Regions from separate parts of the Mus musculus genome. Here all the other regions are linked to region 5. A link is a contact called in public HiChIP or PLAC-seq and promoter capture Hi-C data. All regions are on one chromosome and are shown on one strand. Each heading gives the region's core, a stretch centred on a gene start, on an enhancer-like site or on the middle of the called end of the contact. The rest is flanking DNA. Distances are from core to core; before and after follow the strand shown.

The links. Promoter capture Hi-C pulls out the DNA fragments that hold promoters and counts their contacts. HiChIP or PLAC-seq counts read pairs in DNA pulled down with a chosen protein or histone mark. Capture Hi-C pulls out chosen DNA fragments and counts their contacts.
Region 1: an H3K4me3 HiChIP or PLAC-seq map of bone marrow-derived macrophages shows a contact between it and region 5, with 3 times the contacts expected there. The contact joins the enhancer-like site here to the promoter of Chaf1b in region 5. A contact is called at or near these places in 1 of 484 Hi-C or Micro-C datasets (embryonic stem cells), 3 of 115 datasets of contacts at active chromatin or transcription factors (bone marrow-derived macrophages, effector CD8 T cells and memory CD8 T cells) and 3 of 9 other capture datasets (adipose tissue, embryonic stem cells and liver).
Region 2: a contact with region 5 is called in a promoter capture Hi-C map of pancreatic islet. The contact joins the promoter of Hlcs here to the promoter of Chaf1b in region 5. A contact is called at or near these places in 2 of 39 promoter capture datasets (the C10 cell line and hippocampal neurons) and 2 of 9 other capture datasets (liver and pancreatic islet).
Region 3: a contact with region 5 is called in a promoter capture Hi-C map of liver, with 2.1 times the contacts expected there. The contact joins the enhancer-like site here to the promoter of Chaf1b in region 5. A contact is called at or near these places in 9 of 39 promoter capture datasets (the 3T3-L1 cell line, 3T3-L1-derived adipocytes, frontonasal cranial neural crest and 5 more), 4 of 115 datasets of contacts at active chromatin or transcription factors (forebrain, large pre-B cells, memory CD8 T cells and 1 more) and 1 of 9 other capture datasets (embryonic stem cells).
Region 4: a contact with region 5 is called in a promoter capture Hi-C map of pancreatic islet. The contact joins the promoter of Ripply3 here to the promoter of Chaf1b in region 5. A contact is called at or near these places in 6 of 39 promoter capture datasets (the C10 cell line, cranial neural crest, liver and 2 more), 4 of 115 datasets of contacts at active chromatin or transcription factors (craniofacial prominence, embryonic limb bud, forebrain and 1 more) and 3 of 9 other capture datasets (adipose tissue, liver and pancreatic islet).
Region 6: a promoter capture Hi-C map of adipose tissue shows a contact between it and region 5. The contact joins the promoter of Ttc3 here to the promoter of Chaf1b in region 5. A contact is called at or near these places in 6 of 39 promoter capture datasets (the HPC-7 cell line, cranial neural crest, frontonasal cranial neural crest and 3 more), 1 of 484 Hi-C or Micro-C datasets (embryonic stem cells), 3 of 115 datasets of contacts at active chromatin or transcription factors (astrocytes, forebrain and memory CD8 T cells) and 3 of 9 other capture datasets (adipose tissue, liver and macrophages).

Annotation. Positions count from the first base shown.
Region 1 is chr16:93,584,772-93,588,102 of GRCm38.p6, forward strand. Setd4 (SET domain containing 4) reads right to left here. Exons shown (of 12, transcript NM_145482.3): 9 at 3,048-3,129; 10 at 1,466-1,546; 11 at 408-531. Among named protein-coding and RNA genes, the nearest start is that of Setd4, 17 kb to the right of the region's middle. Within about 2 kb of position 1,805, at least 118 of the 459 cell types and tissues checked have an H3K27ac peak or open chromatin away from gene starts, as enhancers often do. A contact at or near this core is called in bone marrow-derived macrophages, effector CD8 T cells and memory CD8 T cells, where this site is marked.
Region 2 is chr16:94,288,994-94,292,155 of GRCm38.p6, forward strand. Hlcs (holocarboxylase synthetase (biotin- [propriony-Coenzyme A-carboxylase (ATP-hydrolysing)] ligase)) reads right to left here and starts at 1,298. Exons shown (of 11, transcript NM_001360045.1): 1 at 1,070-1,298. The coding sequence starts at 1,264.
Region 3 is chr16:94,244,001-94,247,441 of GRCm38.p6, forward strand. All of the region lies in intron 5 of Hlcs (holocarboxylase synthetase (biotin- [propriony-Coenzyme A-carboxylase (ATP-hydrolysing)] ligase)), which reads right to left. Among named protein-coding and RNA genes, the nearest start is that of Hlcs, 45 kb to the right of the region's middle. Within about 2 kb of position 2,126, at least 62 of the 459 cell types and tissues checked have an H3K27ac peak or open chromatin away from gene starts, as enhancers often do. A contact at or near this core is called in liver and memory CD8 T cells, where this site is marked.
Region 4 is chr16:94,327,102-94,330,272 of GRCm38.p6, forward strand. Ripply3 (ripply transcriptional repressor 3) reads left to right here and starts at 1,321. Exons shown (of 4, transcript NM_133229.2): 1 at 1,321-1,496; 2 at 2,245-2,320. The coding sequence starts at 1,396.
Region 5 is chr16:93,882,252-93,885,609 of GRCm38.p6, forward strand. Chaf1b (chromatin assembly factor 1, subunit B (p60)) reads left to right here and starts at 1,650. Exons shown (of 14, transcript NM_028083.4): 1 at 1,650-1,724; 2 at 2,215-2,370; 3 at 3,108-3,240. The coding sequence starts at 2,245.
Region 6 is chr16:94,369,479-94,372,953 of GRCm38.p6, forward strand. Ttc3 (tetratricopeptide repeat domain 3) reads left to right here and starts at 1,261. Exons shown (of 46, transcript NM_009441.2): 1 at 1,261-1,383. Pigp (phosphatidylinositol glycan anchor biosynthesis, class P) reads right to left here and starts at 1,072. Exons shown (of 5, transcript NM_001159618.1): 1 at 888-1,072; 2 at 611-714. The coding sequence starts at 952.

The DNA of each region.
Region 1 (3,331 bases), core at 555-3,054, 300 kb before region 5:
TTGCAGTGGGATGTGCTGGCCCACGCACGCACACGCAGAAGCCAGAGGGGGATGCTGGGCACCAGCTCCTATTGCTGTCTACCTCTATTGCTGTGAGTCAAGGTCTCTCACTTAACCTGGAACTCACCGCTGGACTAGGCCAGCTGGCCAGCGAGCCTCCTTAATTCTCCTGGTTCCACCTACATCCACTGGTTTCTGCCTATCCCCACCCCAGGCCCCGGGAAAACAGGCTGCCATCCCAGCTTGCATGCCGGTCGTCACCATCAGGCCAGCTCCCCAGCCGCATTTACTTAACTTGTAAAATGTAAACCTGTTAACACAGCCACATTTGTTCATCAGGAACTCTCAGGACTTCCCTAATGGCACACATGATAAGCAGCCTCGGGACTGAAACCTTGGGCCCACACCTTGCGCAGCACAGCGTGCGTCTCCTCGATGACGTCAGAGCATATTTTCTGGGCCACGCCCAAGCTTGTCTTCTCGTTTGTATCGGAGATGACTTCGCCAAGGAGCACCTTTTTCCAGGATGTGCTAGAGCAGAAATATTCAATAAAGTCATTTCAGCAGGTCCCCGTTACCGGAGATGGCACTCACTCTGCAAGATGACACACAGCACGCCCATTCTTCCGGAGCACAGTGAAGCTCGGCTCCTAAGCCGTGACATCATTCAGCTCCTGAGTGGGAGCCACCAGCACGGAGGAAGAAAGAGGAGCAGAGTAAATCAAGGGCCAGCTAGTCAGTCGGCTCCCGGCCAGCAGAGACTGGATTCTATTTTCACAGCAGTCCTGGGTCTGGTGGACAAGTCATTGAAGTCACACCCACCAGCTACAGGGGCACAAGGGGCAGAAACACAAAACCGGAAGGCCAGGCTCTGGCAAATGGCCACAAGACTCAGCAGCTGTAGCACTGTGTGCTCCTTTAAGGGAAAGTTTTTCCTAAAAGGTGACAGCCACAAACACAGCTCACTGCCACACGCCCTCCAAATGGAAGGAGTCTGCAGCTAGGCCATCCTCTACACCCAGGTGAGTCAGTCACTCACGGTGCCTTGGCTTGCAGAGGTGAAGGCTCTGGGGTGTGACTGGCAGCCCTAACCCCTTAGAAAGGGTGAGGAGCCTGAGCAAGATGAACGTCTACACTGGGTTCTTCTACCCGGCTCCTTTCACGAAAAAGGCCTTCAGCGGGGCTGGTTAGGACAGTTAGAGGGTTGTGGTTAGAAGCTTGCTTACCACAGGAAAAGCCACCCACTGGCAGATGTGCCCTGAACAGTGACAGCGCTGACAATACTCAGTCACCAGGGGTCACCTGGACAGAGGGGCAAGTTCTCAGAGCCACGCACTCTGGAAGGCTAAGGCCCCTGAAAGCAGCGGGGCACAGTCCACTCCTTCCCTCTAAATCCAAGCCTCCCAAACCCCTCAGCTTCACCAGGAAGTAGGCGCAGCTTGTACGTAATGCAGGGGAGACTTACAAGCGCTCGGCTTCCAGACACAGCAACTTGAGAGCCGTGAGTAGCCTCCAGGACGGCCCATCCCATCCAAACGTCAGATTTCTACAAAAGAGAAGCAGGCAACACCAAATGTGTCGCGTAGAAACGACTCCGTGGCAAGCACCCAAGGAAGCCAGCAGTGGCTTTGAACAAGTACAATGCTAGGTCACCTCCACACAGAGGCGAGAAAATCAGGCTGCGGCTACGACGAATGAAGCTGGGTAACACCAGCCTCTGTGTGGGTCACTCCACACAAACGGAACCTGCTCTGACTGCTCTGGGCTGTGCTGGCTAGTTGATGTCATCTTTACACAAGCTAGAGTCACCGGAAAGAAGAGAACCTCAGCTGAGGAACTGCCTCCCTCAGATCCAGCTGCAGAGCACCTTCTTAATCAGTGAACAATGGCGCAGGGCCCCGCCCACTGTGGGTGGAGTCATCCCTGGGCAGGTGGTCCTGGGCTCTATGAGCAAGCAGGAGGAGCAAGCCAAGAGGAACAAAACAGTAAGTAGCTGTCTTAGTCAGGACTTCTATTCCTGCACTAACATCATGACCAAGAAGCAAGATGGGGAGGAAAGGGTTTATTCGGCTTACACTTCCACATTGCTGTTCATCACCAAGGAAGTCAGGACTGGAACTCAAGCAGGTCAGGAAGCAGGAGCTGATGCAGAGGCCATGGAGGGATGTTCATTACTGGCTTGCTTCCCCTGGCTTGCTCAGCCTGCTCTCTTATAGAACCCAAGACTACCAGCCCAAGGATGGCACCACCCACAAGGGGCCTTTCCCCCTTGATCACTAATTGAGAAAATGCTTTACAGTTGTATCTCATGGAGGCATTTCCCCAACTGAAGCTCCTTTCTCTGTGATAACTCCAGCTGTGTCAAGTTGACACACAAAACCAGCAGTGCAGCAGCACCCCTCCATGGCCTCTGCATCAGCTCCTGCCTCCAGGCTTCTGCCGTGCTTGAGTTCCTGTGATGTGGAAGTGTGAGCCAAATGAACCCTTTCCTCCCAGACTTGCTTTTGGTCATGGTGTTTTATCACAGCACTAGTAACCCTAACTAAGACAAGGCTAAAAGCCATTTCCAATCAATTTCAGCCAGACACTGAACTTGGTCACGGGACCACAGCAAGCGGCCTGGTAACTACATCACACGTTTACAGTGAGATGAACACAGAGACCCTGGTCATCCCGGAGAGCAAACAGCCACTGTCGCTGTGTACCCAAAAAACCTGATTTTATCCAGAAAAGAAGACGTGAAAGAGCTGGGGATCCGGTGTAGGTCACCGTCCCTGATGTTCTGCTAGGGACCAGCATGGCCTGTGACAGCGCAGCTCCACCCCACCTGACCCGGGCCTGGGTCACGGACAGGACTGTTTCAAGCTTGACTCTCACCCCTTGAGTGCCTAGGACAACAAGCCCAACTTGCTACAGTCTAAGAGCTTAATAAACACCCACCTGACAGCCAACACAGAGACAGGAGGGTCACACTTACAGAAACCAGAGCCAGGAGTATTCCCATGGGAACTCCCTGAAGGGATAATTTCCAGACAGAAAAGCCTTACCCTGTAAAGCCATGATCCTTCAAAATGGTTATCTTCCTGTGGAGCTGCTTATCTGCTGCAGGGAGGAACTTAACCAGCATGTCTGCATTAGAGAGGAGACCATCAGACTTAGGATGTGATTCAGATAAAGCACATGCCCCTCTCCCTCCCATCAGCCGCCCACGATAACCAGAGTGTCTGCCAGTTCACACCAAGTGTCCTCTTTAGGACAGCTCGCTGAGATCCCGGCTCCCTGAAGAGCTGTGAGCTTTCCAAGGCGGAGGACAGAAGCACAGACGCGAGGC
Region 2 (3,162 bases), core at 48-2,547, 410 kb after region 5:
ATTCTCTACTCTGATATAAACCTCAAAGACTTTGTTTTAAATAAAGGCTTTGTTTTAAATAATCAGCTTAGAGACTGCCACAGTGGAAAAGTCCACCATTGGTGATTATTCTTTGTGATGTCTCTTAAATGGTTTAAGAGAACTGAGCCCAGATATTCTAAGAGGGGCAGATCTGTGTGCACTGCACCTTCCTTGCGCCAGGTGGTACTAGTCATGTCTATTCCTACAGCTGTAAGCTTGGGAAGCCTGAGAGATCTCGGTGTGTAATTCACACTGTATTCTTCTTTAGATTCATTTAATTTTATGTGTACAGCTGTCCCGCCCCCACGTGTGTACGTGCGCCATCTGCATTCCTTGGACTCTCTGGAACTGGAGTCACAGATGGTTAGGAGCCACCATGTGGGGACTTGGAACTAACTAGACATGGATGCTCTGCAAGAGCAACAAGTGTCCTTAACCACTGAACCATCCTCAATCCCCACACGGTGTTTCTTAGAGTGCTTTCTTTGTTAGTTCCCTAGAAGCACGATTCCATCCTCATTACTAAGCAGCTTGACAAAAATATTCACCCTGAAGTAAGATTATGATTCTCGTATCGGTGTTAGGGTTTGACATCTACGGGGGAAAAAAAACTCTCAGTTTAGTGCTGAAAGTGAGGCAGATTTCCAGAAGGAAGCGGAAAGGGCAGAGACGGCTGAAAAGCAAAACACTGAATGGTGTTCACGGAAACAAGTGTGTCCAGAAGTGTATGGTAGGAAGTGCACTGTGAAGTCAGGTCCCTTGCCTGCAGCCGACCTGTGCAAACGGCCAGAGTGCCCCCTTCCCAGTGAGGGGCAGCGGCCATCACCCTCCGACAGGACCAGAAGCTAGCCCACGGGAACACTAGGTGCCACGAGGGATGTCCGGGATGTGCCTGCTGCAGCTGCAGGACCGGAGACACCAGGGAGGGGCAGCTGGCCCGCGGCCCACAGGTCACAGCAGGGCTTCCCGGGCTCCCGTGCACGCGTGGGCTGTGCGAGCCGAGCTGCAGCCGAGCCCCGTCCACGCGGCGACCCCGCCCGCCGCCCACCTGGCTCTCGCCGACGCAGAAGACGCGGCCGCCCTGGCTCAGGCACACGCGCGCGTCCCTGGGCTGCGCGGCCGCGCGGCAGAAGGTGAAGGAGCAGCGCGAAGCACGCAGCCGCCGCACCGTGGACAGCACCAGCGCGGCCGGCCGGCGCCCCCAGCGCGCCCACAGGTACAGGTAGCACAGCGTGATGAGCATGGCCGGCGCCCGCGCCCGGCTCGCGCCAGGCCCCGCCCCGGCCGGAAGCGAGGCTTCGGGAGTGTGGAGTGCGCGTGCGCTGCAGGAGGGGGGCTGAGGGCGGAGCGGGTGTGCGGGGCAAGGAAGGATGCAGGAGAGGGATGCGCTAGAGGTGGAAGGATGCAGCAGGCTGGGTAGCATCTGGGGGCGCCAGGACCATGGAGAGGGTGCCTCGGGTAAAGAGAGGCTACAGGAATGGAAAGGGCAGGCAGGACTGAAGATGGCATTGGAAGAGAGGTCACTGTCTGGTCTCAGGAGGCTGGCTTTTCCAAGAGGGGCTGGGGGAAAGGTGAGCCAGGAGATTGAAGGTGTGCTCTGGAGATGGAGAGACCTGGGCTGCAGAACTAGAGTGAACTGGGGAGGTGAGAGGGGCTGTGCTAGGGACATACAGGGACAGGGGCAGAGTAGTGAGGGGCTGGGAAAGTATTGGGGGGGAGGGAGCAGAGAGGGTGAGGGAGGTGGATAGCCTGATCAAGTCAAAGTTCAGCCTCCATTCCTTGAGGGTGGGGATGAGTGAGGCACTGGGCCTAAGTTTATATCAACAGCCAGTATTTGCGAACTATCAACACATTACAAATCAGAGAACTGACAAGACTGACGGCCTCTACCCGACCCAGTTGGTAAATCAGGTGAAGCTGTTTTATTAGATCATGCTAAACCTTCAAAAAGTGCTATTGGGTAAATTACATGGATTCATATGAAGAACACACACACACACAAAAAAAAAAAAAAAAAAAAAAAAAAAAAAAAAAACCCGAGGTATTCCCACTACATGTCTGTTACCGGTTTAACTGTGGGCATCCTGAGCCCAGTGGAAGGAGGGAACATCAGTTATGATTCCCAGAGGGCCTGTCCCAGGGGAAGCAAAATTCTCCCAGCAATTAAAAACAGCAGCTTTCTTCCCCAGAGCCTCCCATCCACAATAACTCTGAACAAACAATTTGTAGTTGCTTGCTGCCCTGACCCTTGCTCCCGAACTGCAAACAAGCAGCATAATGTGTTAACAACAGTCAGGTACACTGGCCATGGATCTGCTCATCTCAAATGGCCACTCACTCTGCAGTGGTGGCGCATGCCTTTAGTTCCAGCGCTTGGGAGGCAGAGGCAAGCTAATCTCTGTGTTCGAGGCCAGACTGGTCTATAGAGTGAGTTCCAGGACAGCTGGGGCTACACAAAGAAACTGTGTCTGGAAAAGAAAAAAGAAGTCCACTCACAGAACCTCAGCCTTGTGGTCAGATGGTGTAGCAACAACAGATTTAGCAGGAGGGTCCAGGAAGAAATGACTGGGCTCATGAGGAAGGTACATGTCACTGAGGACGGGAGGGCGGGCTGTATTGAGGGGAAGGCAGTCAGCTTTCCCTAGTGGAAGTGGCTCCCTGCAAGGCACTAATTACTACCAAGTAGTGTTCGTTTGGATAGTGTTATGTCAACTTGGCACAAGCTGGAGTCACTGGAGAGGAGGGAAGCTCAACTGAGAAAGTGCCTTCATACGACTGGGCTGTGTTTGTAGTGGTTCTCAACCTTCCTAATACTGTGACCCTTTAATACAGTTCCTCTTGTTTTGGCGACCCACAAACACAAATTAGCCCTGGATTCTATAAGTAAGCTAAGCAAGCCTTACTAAGCAGCGCTCCACCGTGGCCTCTGTATCAGCTCCTGCCCTGTGGTCCCTGTCCTGCTTGAGCTCCTGTCCCTACGTCCTTCAATGATGGACTGTGATGTGGAAGTGCGAGCCAAATATCCTCTTCCTCCCCGGCTTGCTGTTGCCTGGGATGTTGCATCTTGGCCACAGTGAACCTAATTAGGACACTGTTCTAGTTTTCTTTCTATGGCTGTTATGAAAACACCGATGAAAGCAA
Region 3 (3,441 bases), core at 876-3,375, 360 kb after region 5:
TACTCCATCTGGGACAGGATCTCTTGTTTGACACATACCAGGCTGGCTGGCCCTGCAAACTCCCAGCACCCTCTGGTGTCTGCCTCTCACCTCACTACAGGAAGACAACACTAGATTACATGGACTCTGGGATTTGAGCCCAGGCCCTCAATTTGCACAGCAGGAATTTTATGCATGGAGCCATCTCCCCACCTCTGAGAGACCTGTTTAACATATAAGAAAAGGAGTTATTAGAAAGATGTTCTGAGAGAAAGCGAGGCATGTCCAAGAATAGTCACAGTGTGCACCTGGCAGGACTCCAGTTCACGAGGTAAAGCTAGAAGACCTGGGATGTAAGAAGTCAGAGACTCTCCACCTTAAGCAAAGCCTATTCGTGAGTTGCCTATAAAACATCCGAGGGAGGAGTGGGCCTTTGCTAGGGGCCATATACAGTGGGGCCTGAAACCTCTTTCCAATTAACACTCTTGTGCATGCCTTTGAAAGTGATGGGGGAAGGGGAGGGGACCTACTGTATCCTCCAGCACCTTTGGCCTTATGCCCTCAAGGCAGGGTGTCTCCCTGACCCCAGACCTCACTGTGTCTGACTGGGGGTGGCCCCAGGATCTCCTTATCTCTGCTACAGAGTGCTGGGGTTACAGGCCAGTGAAGCCACATGCAGAAGTTTTGTCTGTGTGTTTGTTTTAAGATTTTATTATTTTCGTGTGTTTGAGTGTTTCAACAGTTGTGAGCCACCCTGTAGATGCTGGGAACCAAACTCAGGTCCTCTGTAAAAGTAGTAAGCGCACTTAGTCACAGAGCTACCCACAGCCCCTGCACCCGGGTTTTGCTAGTACTTGGGACCCAAACCACCAGGTCCCCACGCTTCCAAAGCAAACGCTCTTGCTCACTGAGTCACCTCCTGTGTGTGTGTGTGTGTGTGTGTGTGTGTGTGTGTGTGTGTGTGTAGGCCAGAGAAAAGCTTACAGGAGTGAGTCCATTCTCTTTCAGCTAGGTGAGTCTTTGGGATCACAGTTGGTCAGGCTTGGCAGCAAGCCCCTTTACCCACTGAGCCCTCTTGTCAGCCTCCCAGCTATGTTGGTACTCTTCACAGCAAATGTTGGCTCTCAGCTCGCCAGGGGCTTTAGACTCCGGGGGGGGGGGGGGCTGGAGGGGAGTACTCCTCTCCCTCCCCACGCCACCATAACATCCCACCTGTCCAACCTGCCTCACAATCACACAGGCAACAAGTGGCAGAGCTGGAACTTGATGCCATGAAACCAAATCCACCTGCCCCGGAATTCTTGCTCTTATTCCTCCCCACGGTCTCCAGCAATGGCCCCCCGCCTTACTCAGGTCCAAGTAACACAGACTATTATGGCCTGCTAACAGTGCCCCAGACAGATGCAAACTCTGGCAAGTGCAAGTTGGGGGTAGTGATAATACAGGGGTGCAGCTTGGAGCTCAGTACGAGGAACTTCAATCTGAAGCTTGGATTCGCCATCTCCCTGCTGCTTCTATTCTGACAGATGACATCTCTCACACAGAACAAAGTTTATCGCGTAGCAGAGTTACTCCTGGCCTCACGGCGATCCGGTTTGGGCAGGATATAGTGCGTTCAGAATGTCCAATAAAGATCTCTTCACGGAAGTGTGGGCAGAGTTGAAAGAATCAGAGTGAGGGGCAATGAGGCACCCGGGGCCCACAGGACGGGAGGAGCAAACGGGAAGAGCCTCTCATTGGGGCTACGAGCACACGGAACACAGAACAGCCTCACAATGGAACCCACCAGAGGTGGGCGCGGGAGGACCCCGACCCTCGGACAGTGCAGAGGGTGAGGGAGGACTGGGCGCTGACTGGGGAGGGTACTCACAGACCAGGCCTGGCTTCTGTCCCTGCTGCCATCTGCCTTTCTGCACACTCTGATCCTCTCTGCCAGAACCTAGGCCAAACTGGAACAGGAACTCTGCGACTCTTAGCTACCTTTCCGTTGTGTCCAAACACAATGAGATAAAGCCGACGGGCTTATGGAAGGAATGGTGGATTTGAGAGGTGGTGGGATTTGAGCGGGTAGTTTCTCCTGGCTGGGAGGCACAACAGTGGGAGCGGTGGCCAGAACAGGAAGCTGAGAGCTCACGCCCTCAACTGTGGGCACGAGACAGAGAGAGGGAACTGAGAGTGAGGTTAGGCAGCGACTCCGAGACCACCCCCTGGTGACTACACCCCTGCAGTAAAGCCACACCCCTGAAGAAACACCCTGAGTCCCCAAGGGTGAGACCAGGGGACACACCTCATTTAAACCACCACAGTCTACTATACACACCACCTGTGAGATGAATCTGAGGGGCGTGCTCCTCCCCATCTCCATCCACACCAGTGCCTCTGCGAAGTAGGCACTCAGTATGTGTCCAGTAAAGTGATAGCCTGGCTCAGTTGTAGTAAAAGGCCCTAGATTTACTACTTTCTACCCCTCCACCACCCCCAACCCTTCCCCCACCGACCCCCACCACCCTGCCAACTAGTGAAGACCACAAAGGGCTTGAGGGGAAACAGTAACAGGAGAAATGAATAAGTCATTTCTAACGAGGCTGGTTTTATGGGCCTCACACCTCCTCCGGGCCAACCAGGCTAGTTCTAGGAGCACAGGGAAGGGGAGGGCTCCTAGACAAAGGGAGGCTTTAGGCAGGAATCAGGCGCTGCCCTTACAACAAGAGGGGTGGACTTCCACTCACAGGACTCCTGGGTTTGGGTCGGCATCCGCAGGAGTCTCCAAGGCCTTCATTAGCCGTGCCTTATGCGAAACGCCCGCCATTTGTCAGAGTCCAACACAAACCAACTTCTGACAGTTTGGGGAATGTGAAGGGGGCAAAGCCAAGGAAACCATGCCTGGGGTGCCAGTTGGAAAAGCCTGCTCAGCTCTCCCGGAAGTGGACTCACCTGGCCTCTTCGTACTTCCTGCTATGGTCTGGGTGTATCCCACAAGTTCCTAGTCATGGCTCAAATTCCATAATGCAGCAGTGTTGGGGAGTGGGGACTTGTGAACAGTGCTTGGGTCACAGGGAATCGAGGAGCCCAAGTGTGGATGACTGCCCCCACCTTCTTCAGAGGTTGGATGGGTCGCCCGCCTGACAGCCCACTCTCACAGAGCAGTTCATCCCGTATGTTTCACTTCCTCCACAGATATCTGCTGCATGGTATGGTCTGCTGGTGGCATGTACCCCAGAAGCTCACATTTGTACATTTAGTCCCCTGGTGGAAGCGCTACAGGAGCTGGGAGCCTTCAACCAGGGGCCGGTCTTCCAGGTCGGACCTACCTCTGCTCCTGGTCCAGCCAGGCTAGGCAGGAGCTCAAGCATGCAAACACTGCCCTCCGCCACTGAGCTGCTCTGACATGAGGAATCCACAATCCAAAGCAGAACCCCTTTGCTTACTTACACCCCCTCTGTTGGGTGCTCTGTCCCATGA
Region 4 (3,171 bases), core at 71-2,570, 440 kb after region 5:
ATAAGATAAAATGATCTAAAAATAACCTTTTATCTAATTTTCCATAGTGTTCAGGACTCCGTAGAGTTCCTGGATTTCAGACACAGGACTAGGAGAGAAAAGAGACCTGCACAAATTTATTTATTTATTTATTTAAGTTTCTGAGACAGGGTTTCTCTGTGCATCCTTAGACTGTCCTGGAACTCACTCTGTAGACCAGGCTGGCCTTGAACTCACAGAGATCCCCTTGCCTCTGCCTCCTGAGTGATGGCTCAACATGAGTGTGTTTTTATCAGCTATATAACATACCCCCATCCTTTACATACTATTGGGAACACTTGGCTGTCACTAGATACCTTTTCATTCTTTGGGCTCACAGATACACGTTATCAAAGTTCTTTAAAAGGCACCCACATCTAGGTGTTTTTTTATTAAAACAACAAGAAACCACTGACACCTTAACTGTGTTCGTGAGTTCACATTGTTTGCTCACTCCCAGCTTCCTGCTTTATATTCAGGGCTTTTAATACTGTAAATAAAATTTGTAAATACTCCCTCTTTCCTATTTGCCCTTAATTGGTGTTAAATATTCCCCAGATCTTAAATAAACCATTCGAAAACATTTTATTCCCCACCCCTCTCGGTTTTTAAAACCCGAGTCACTTAATTTAAATGACACAGACCAAGCTACAGTGTTCACATGCAGTCACCTGGCACTGGAGAACAGGTTATTGGGCAAAGGGGTACCCGGGGTCCTGACTGGTGACCCCTAACAGGAAGCACCCCTCCCCCATCTTAAGGCTTTCGTCGGTGCGGAGGTTGCGCCTAAACCCTCGCCTGGCTTCGTAAACCCAGCTGTCACCCACTCGTGGAGCTGTCCTGACCCTCGGTGTAGCGAGGACTCTGTGCCCCACACTCACCACCTCTCACAGTGCTGAAAGGGAAACTCTGGGAGAACTGGGGTGCGGGGTGGGGCTTCATGCTTTTAGGGATCAGAGCCCCGAGGGCAGCGGCCCCAGGAGTTGCTCAGCAGTGGGGAAAATTGTTCCCCGGGACGCGCAGCCGCCACCCGTCATCTCGGAGGCCCTGTAGGCCGTCTGTCCCGCCCTGCGCTTCCCGCTCCGCCAGTGACCCTCCTGGTTTTCTTTTGTCCTTTCTCCACTCTGGACACACACCCCTCCCCGCCGTCCCGACCCTGCTCTCTTCCTTGAGCCTTTCTGGTCTCCACCCTCTGCTTCCTCCGTCCCTTCCCGAGGTCCCTTGCCCTCCCCCTCCCCACGGGGCGCAGTTTCCCCGAGTCCCCTCCCCGCCCCGCCCCAGTTTTTAAACCTGGCGCCGAGTGAGCGGGTAGGTGAGCGCGTTCAGCCAGGGGGACCAGGCGCCGTCGGGCTGAGAGATTCGCGCGACACCCGCACCATGAGACCGGAGGCGGCCGGAGTCCGGGAGGCGCGGGGACGCCTCTGCCACTGTCCGGGGGATGATCCCGGGAGGCTACCGCTGCCACGCGGGCCCGAAAGGTGAGGGTGTCCTGTGGCCCCGGTGGAGGTGCACCCAGACACTGAGCTCCTTAACCTGAGATCGACTACTGCAAACTCCTGTCTGAAGTGCAGGGACCCCGCGGATATCTGGCAAGGAAATGGGCAACACTTGCGTGTATTGAGGATCTGAAATTGATCCAGCTGGAAAATACTGAAGGCTGGGGGCCCCATAAGAAATTTATAAAAGGATCCTGCGGTCTATCACAAAGTGACAGTCTCCTGCCCTACGCTGGGGATCGGTGTTTGCCCATCCAGGGACATCGCTATCTTTAAAGCTGTGAAGTTTAAGGAAATCAGATTAGCTGGGTAGGTAGGAAGCGGAGCAGTTTGGCGATGCAGAAACGCCTTTGGCATAGTAGTCTAAGGAGTCTCCAGCAGCAGAGGTGGTGTACTTGAAACCAACCATCTGTATTAGAAAAATTTGAGGTATCAATGAGAGATTTGCTAGGAGAAAAAATAATCTCCACTCACACGCGCCCTAATAATAGGTTAGATTTGGGGCTTCCCATCTCAGAGTGTACTAGGAAGCAGAGCCCGGAGAATTCTTCAGGAGGCAGGAACAGGTAAAGTACTGACTGGCCCATCGGCAGACAGACCTTAAGGGATCATGGTGTGTGCAGGGACTCTTTGTCAAACAGACACTATGGTATCAACCTCATAGTAACCTTTGGGGGGGCGGGGCGGCAGAAACGCCAGGAGTTCAGTCTCTCCTGGTGCTTGTTTCCAGTTCCATTCCAGCCCCGTGGAGACCGTGGATGTCGCCTCCCCCCGGAGATGCTGAACTGACCAGAACTGAACGTCCGGTAAGCTAAATGTGACTGTTGTAGGCAATAGTCAATCCAGAAAGCGGCACCACGTCTATAATAACTTTGAAAACAAAACCAAAACCCGGGGGAAGGACTCCTCTCTCGTGCTTAGCTTGGCCTAACCCACAAGTAAGTTCCTGAAGGTCTGGTGGGTAGAGCCCAGAGTGAACGGAGGTGCTAATGGGCCCACTGGGCTCGCGATTGCTCCTCCGTCCTTGAAAAGCAAACAGCTGAGGACATGGGCTTTGCATGGTAATTACATGCAGCGGTGGGAGAGGAGGGTTCTTCTATAAACCAGAGCATGGGGGAGGGAGGGGCAAAGCCCAGCCCCCTTAGAGAAAAGCTGATTATGTACCACACTGCAAAGCAGGCAGACCTCCATCCACCTCAGGTGCCCAGACAGTGCAGTTAAAAGCTCCCACCCTTGTCTGGCCCTGTCTGCAAGAACTCTTGCAGGATCTTCTGTTCTCTGTGCAAATACACTCAAGCACCGGGCTTTGTCAGCAAAGATTAATTGCCACAGCTATCCCTTTATCTTTGCCTTGCCGGTTAATTGCTTTTGACTTATTAAGCGAATGTTTTGCTTACATTTGCTATATTCTCAAATATAAATGGACCTTTAAAACAGTGGAGGTAGCTTAGGAAGGGCCATGCATCTCACTTACACAACACCTGTGGGATACAGCTTAATGTACAGATAGATGTGATATGAAAAGTTAACTGTGGGAAATTACTCCTCTATTATTCTTTTACATTTAAGTTATTTTCTTTGAATACTGAGTGCTTTAATTCAGTTAGCATTTATAGAAGCTTAAAGAACGGAGCAAACAGGAGGGCAGCTAGAGTCT
Region 5 (3,358 bases), core at 400-2,899:
GATTTAATTGCTATGAAGAGACACCATAATCAAGGCAACTCTTATAAGGACAACATTTAATTGGGGCTGGCTGACAGGTTCAGAGTTTCAGTCCATTATCATCAAGGCATGGCAGCATCCAGGCAGGCATGGTGCAGGCAGAGCTGAAGGTTCCACATCTTGATCTGAAGGCTGCTAGGAGAAGACTGGCTTCCGGGCAGCTAGGATGAGGGTCTTATAGCCCATACCCACAGTGACACACCTACTCCAACAAAGCCACACCTTCTAATAGTGCCACTCCTTGGGCAAACCATATACAAGCCATCACAGTATGTATGCATGTGCACCATATGTGTGCCTGGTGCTTTTGGAGGTCAGAAAAGGGTGTTGGGTTAACTGGAACTGTGTCATGATCCACCATGTGGGTTCTGGAAACTGAACCCAGGGCCTTGACCAAAGCAGCCAGTGCTCTTACATGCTGAGTCCTCTCCAGCTCTTGAGATCATTTCTTTATAAAAACCCAACTTTCGCCGGGCAGTGGTGGTGTATGGCTTTAATCTCAACACTTGAGAGGCAGAGACAGGTGAATTTCTGAGTTCGAGGCCAGCCTGGTCTACAGAATGAGTTTCAGGACAGCCAGGGCTGTACAGAGAAACCCTGTCTTGGAAAAAAAAAAAAACAAAAACAAAAACAAAAACAAAAAAAACCTTAACTTTCATATGCTGGCCTGTAAGAAGTCAAAACCATAGGAGACAAGAATCTTTAAAAAATATGTGACATTATTGAGAAGGTCATGGTGGATAAATTAACCATTACATAATTGGAATGGAAGTTCCTACACATTCATGAGGCTGGCCTCAATCTTGCTGTGTAGTTAAGGTTGACCTTGAACTCCTGATCATCTTCCCATTTCCACCTTCAGAGTGTTGGGATTACCATCATAACAACCATTCTAGGCGTCTGTCACATCGCTAAGAGAGGGCGAAGGCATTGCTGTTTTATTGACATTTTGAAACTCCAGAGCCATTTTGAGATATTTGGTGGGGCAGGACAGCTCTCAAATATCCACTGCCTGGGACACTCTTATTTGGTTATATTAGATGAGTCCCAAAGTTTCCCATCTGCCCTATAAGAAATGTTATATATTTTTTGTTTAGTCTTTAGTTCAGGCTGGCCTGGAACTCTCTGTAGCTGAGGATAACCTTCCTCTTAGGGTCCTCTGGAGTGCTGAGATCACCGGCAGGGGCTGGTGACAGAACCGCTGCTGTTGGCTAAGCGTGCAATCAGCTGCCTGCGTCTCTAGTCCCGCTTTTCTTTCTAGACCGTAAATTCCAGGCGGGAAGATCTGTCCGATGAGCATGTGACACTGACGCGTGGTAGGTAGGACGTCTTGCATCTCGGGTTAGCACGTCAAAGCTGGACGAGCCTGGACTCCTCCGAGGCGCGGGAATGGGATTCCCAGTCCCGCCCAACAGGAGCCACGAGCCGCGACAGCCCCGCCCACGAGAAAGAAAAGAGCCCAGAGCTCCGCCCACCGGAAGCCAAGGTGCCGGGAGATTGCTGGCCACTGGGAGGAGGGATGCCCTGGACCCTCCCATTCAGAGACTTTGTCTTGTGACAGCCCCGCCCACGCGGAGGCGGGACGCCCCGGAACTCCGCCCCGAGGAGGCGTGACCGGAGGCGTGGCCTGCGGCGCGCGGGAAGCTGCGGGCTGTGGCGGCCCCGGGTGGACCGAGTTACTGCAGGTAGGTTTGCTGATACCCGGCTTCCGCGCTTCTGACCTGGGTTGGGCTGCAGCTCCTCACCGGGGCCGTGAGTTCTGATCTCAGCGCGGGCGCAGGCAGAAGGCAGTTCGTCCCAGACCACAGTCCCCACCGGGACCGGGACTCGCGCGCCTTCCGCCAGGCCGGGTTGGGCCGCCCGGACCCGCGCCCCTCCCCGTGAACTCCCTCCCTTGCTGCTCCCCGGGATGATAGCCAGTACTCCGGTACCGGTCTCTGGGACCCCACCTCAACACGATGCTCTGTGCTGCCCGTCCTCGCCTCCGTCTGGGGTGTTTGGTTTCTTTCTCTTCCGGAACCGTACACTGGTGGAAGTCTCTCTACCTGCGGGAGCATTTTAGCTGAAGATTGCAGGTGTCTGAGCCGTCGGCGTCGCTAATGGCTTCTGTGCTCTTTCCCCGGCTCGCCCTTCATGTTCCAGGGTCGCTGTTTAACTCTTTGCTAACGTTTCCAGCCTCCCTTTGCCTGGCGGAAACTCTGGAGGATGAAAGTGATCACGTGTGAAATCGCCTGGCACAACAAGGAGCCAGTGTACAGCCTGGACTTCCAGCATGGGGCAACCTGGAAGATCCACAGGCTGGCATCCGCGGGGGTGGACACCGCCGTCAGGGTAAATGGACAGGCGGGAGGATACGGGGAGGTTCTACGCGGAGCTCACGTTTTCATTCCTTTGTTTAAAACTGAAGGCAGCAACTCAAGTCGGGTTGCCACCTAGTCCAGTGTACTAAGTTCTGAGGCCTGGGGAAAGCAAGGAATGCTGAGAAGATTAGCTTTCTTAACATTTGCTACATTGTTTTTGTTTGTTTTGTTTGTTGTTTCAAGACAGGGTTTCTCTGTGTAGCCCTGGCTGTCCTAGAACTCTGTAGACCAGGCTGACCTCGAACCCTCTGACTCCCAAGTGCTGGGAATAAAGGCGTGGGCCACCACGGCCCGGCTATTTGCTACATTGTTACAAGTGGGTTCTCAGTATTTTAGAATACTAAACTAGGAAGAGCTCTGTGGTGCCAGGCATGTATCCCCAATACCCATACGGTACAGATCTGAAGTTTGAGATTCTCAACAGTAGTGAGTTTGAGTCCAGCCTGGGCTAGGTGAGACCTTGTCTCAAAATAGTAATACTGAGCCTAGCTCCTGTGCTCTGTGCTTTGCCCATTTGCTCTAAAGAACTGGAAGAGGGGAATAGCAGGTAAGGGGACTGATGGTGTGCATTTCTGCTAATACTTCCTTTGATTTACAAAGTTTCAAAAAAGAAATTGCATTTTCTGCCAGAAGATAAGTTGTTGTCTCCTGGAAGGGAGTTAGGAGGTGGCTAGTGTGTTTCTGCAATGTATGCTTTGCTGTCGACAGATCTGGAAGTTGGAGAGGGGGCCAGATGGGAAAGCCATTGTGGAATTTCTCTCCAATCTTGCTCGACACACCAAAGCTGTCAATGTTGTACGCTTTTCTCCAACTGGGGAGATTTTAGCATCTGGAGGAGATGGTAAGTATTGTCCTTATTAATCCTTAAACCTGACACGAATCTCCTGTCTAATAATGACATTTGAGCTGGGTTGACATGGACCAGTGATCACAGCATGTTGGAGGCTGAGACAGGAGGA
Region 6 (3,475 bases), core at 11-2,510, 490 kb after region 5:
TTTGTTTTTGTTTTGTTTTGTTTTGTAAGCCTCAGTGGCCTCATCTACAAAATGGAACATTGTGGGCATTAATGCAGATCCCAGACGTTAAGGGTACATTCTTACACCTGACTTCTCTGGCCCATTATCTTCACTCTTCAGCTACAGCATGCTATCCTGGAGCTATAAGCATCTCACTTCCAAACCTTCACAGGCCTTCACTCAGAGACTCTATCCATGGTCCTTCCTGACTTATTCTGATAGAACTGCCAGGGAGTGGCCTGGAGGTAGCTAACCCCAATTTCTAAACCTTCCAAGGCTCTTCCAGGGCACTCATCATGCTCTCTGAACTGTGGGTTTACTATGCTTCTCCACATGACTATGACCTCAAGGATTGGGGCCAGGTTTTATTCACATTAGCATCAAGCCTAGTGCTAAATAAATATTGGAGAGTTCATCTAGAACTGCATACATAAACTGAGCAAACAAACGGTACCCCTTTTAGGACTCGTGAAGAGACACAGGTAGAAAGAATCAACAGTTCATGTGTGTACGTTCTAAGGACAAACACATTATTTCCTGGTTCTCAATACCATTAAGGGCCTTGGCCATCCATCATTCCAGTACTTACTGAAGCCAAATTGTGAGCTTAGGAAAAGAACAAAGCCATAAATCGCTCTTTCTGGCAATGGCGACGGTGAATTTTCCACCATCTTCCCTGTGGCTTTAGACAATCTGTGGAAAAGGAACACAATCGTCGTCAGACATCTCCCCCCGCCCCCCTTCACCAATGGTCTGTTACATAATCTCATCGCTTGCTGCGGACACAGCCACTGCGGATGTTCGCGCGCGCGCGCCACTGCAGCTGAGGGGGCGGCGGGAGCGCGCGCTGCGGGGAAAATGCGCACCTCGGACCCTCTGAGGCGAGGAAGGGGCCCGGGCTGGACAGAGGCCCCGAGTCCTGCCCTCTCATGATGGGCCCTGTCCCAGCCTTCGTGAGGCTCAGAGGAAACAGGAGGCCCGGGACCTTGAGTCCTGCGAGCACCGACGCCCACCCGTCCCCACCCTTCAGCCCCACTCAGTCCAATGCGCAGGCGCGGCTCAGCTACCCCCGCAGCGTGGGCGGAAATTAAAAAAAAAAAAAAACCTGAGGAAAAGCAGAGGCTGGCAGGCGCCCCCGCCGCTTGGCGCAGGCGCACCGCGACCGCAGCGAGGGGGCTAGCACGGTCTCACCACCCACCCCACCGAGCTGAGGGGGCGACGCGGCGACTGCGCATGCGCACCCTAAGCCACGTGACCCGCCCGCCTCAGGAGCCGCGGAGCGTTCGCTCTGCGGGTCTGGTTGACGTGGAGGGCCGGAGGCGTCGGCAGCCCGCGTCTGAGGCTCGCGGGCTGCGGGCCCGGGTGAGTGCAGACCCTGCGCGCGGCGGGGCTCACGGAAGCGTCTGCGCGTCCCGCCGCAGCCGAGATGCCCGGGCATCGGGGCGCTCCACACCTCCCTCCGTGGGTGTGTGGTGAGTGTGGGTGTGCGCGTCGCCGCGCGTCTCGCCGAGCGCCCGCGCGCTGAGGGGGTGTGGCCGCCCTTGCCCTTGTGGGTGTGTTCCCTTTGTCCAGTGACCCTCGGGCGTCCTTAACGGTAGAAGGGGGGTCTTTTGTGTGCGCGTCGCCTGGCGTGCGGGTGACATCCCGGGTCAGGTACCCGTTCCCGCGTTCCGAGCGCTCGGGGACGCGCCTCTGGGTCTGCGGCTGGCCCGCTTTGTTCCTACGCTCTCCCTTCCCTACGACGGCGTGGGCGTCCTTCTCATCCTCTGAGGATGGTGGTTCCCCTCCCACCTTTGTCACTGCCTTCCCTGTGGTGTGCGCGCCCCCTCCTCAGCACCCGCGCGCGCCCGCCCACCCGCCGCTGCGGCAGGCTGCAGTGGCAGGCGCGCGCGTGCGTCCTCGAGGGTCCCCAAAGGTGCGCTGTGTAGGGGCCCTGTGGCGTGCGCGGGGTTGGAATTGCGGTGACGCGCGTGCGCGCTGCCCCTGGTCTGTGTGTGCGCGCCTCTCCCCCCCACCCCCACCCCCGTTTCTGGGAGGACCCGGGAGGGACGCAGAGCTGCCCCCCACCCCACCTCCCCACCTGCAGCCTTTTCCTACGCCTGCGCAGGGCTGCTGCTCCGCAGTGCTGGCGACGTCACTGAGGCCTGGGCTGCCATCTCCTATTGGGGAGGGGACAGACTAGGGGGGTGGGGGGACAAAGGACCAAAATGAAGCCGAGGGTGTGTCGGTACCACTGCACGGTACCTTTCTCAGAAGCTTGTAGTTTCCAGACGTCCTTCAGTTTGCAAATTCTTTCCACCGTTTGTGCTTGTGCCTCTCACCAGGCGATGGCTAACACTGGGTATTGCAGGGTGTTTATAGCAGCCTTTTAAAGCTCTGGACTCTGGCGAGGGATCAAGGGAACAGGGTTGAAATCATACAGGTTTTACTGCTCTCTCCGGGGCAGTTTTCTCACAACCACAGCTCTAGTTAGAACACGTTCTTTCAAGAAATGTGTATTTTATTTTAAGAAAAATGGGTTTGTTATACGGTAAAACTCTCCTAGGGATTCAATTGCCACTACTGTGCTTGTCAGGGGTTTGTGCTTTGCGCTCAAGGGCTGCGGATTGTCTTTCTCTCCTGCTCGGTTTTCTTATTGTTGCTTAATTTTCCTTTTTTCTCTTTTAATTTCTGGAATACTTAGAGATTAAACACAGGTAGATCTAACCAAATCAGGCCATTTTGTTTGTTATATATTTATTTTTTTGCCAAATTTACTTCAGATTCTCCAAAACAAACAAAAACAAAAACAAACAAAAAAAAGCTTAAACATTTTTGGAGATGCTGAGAGTTTGAGCCCCTCCTTACCTAGAGATAGCCACTGTGTTCAGGTTTGTGTGTATCATTTCCATGCATAACTTATAATTTGGTAATGGTGAATATATAAACAATACATAGTATTTGTTTTTAACCAAAGTGATATAAAATTGTGACTTTTTGCAACTTGCTTTTTCACTCAGCATCACGTTTTGAGATTTATATATGAATAAATCGAATAATTGTACTTTCTTTGAATTATTATAAATGTTGGTATAGCACTGCATTGTACTCATTTTGATGGACTTTGGAATTGTTTATAGTCTTTACTCTTTAAAACGGTCCTGCAATAAATATCTCTGTACCTGTTTGCTGTGCACACTTTTGGAGTTTCTCTAGGACATACCCTTAAGCATAATTTTGCTGGGTAGTAGAATATATACATCTTCCACTTAACCAGATATGATAGAAACGTTCAAAGTGGTTGTACCAGTTTTAATGGTCACTGATATGGAGAACACCCATTTCCTCACATGCTTGCTAACAAACTTTTTTTTCCTCTTTTTACTGACCATCTTATTTATGACTTTAGCTTTCTGCTAAATTTGCTTAAAAGACTGCCTTTTGTCTAGCCATGTGACAGCAAATGGGTTAAACT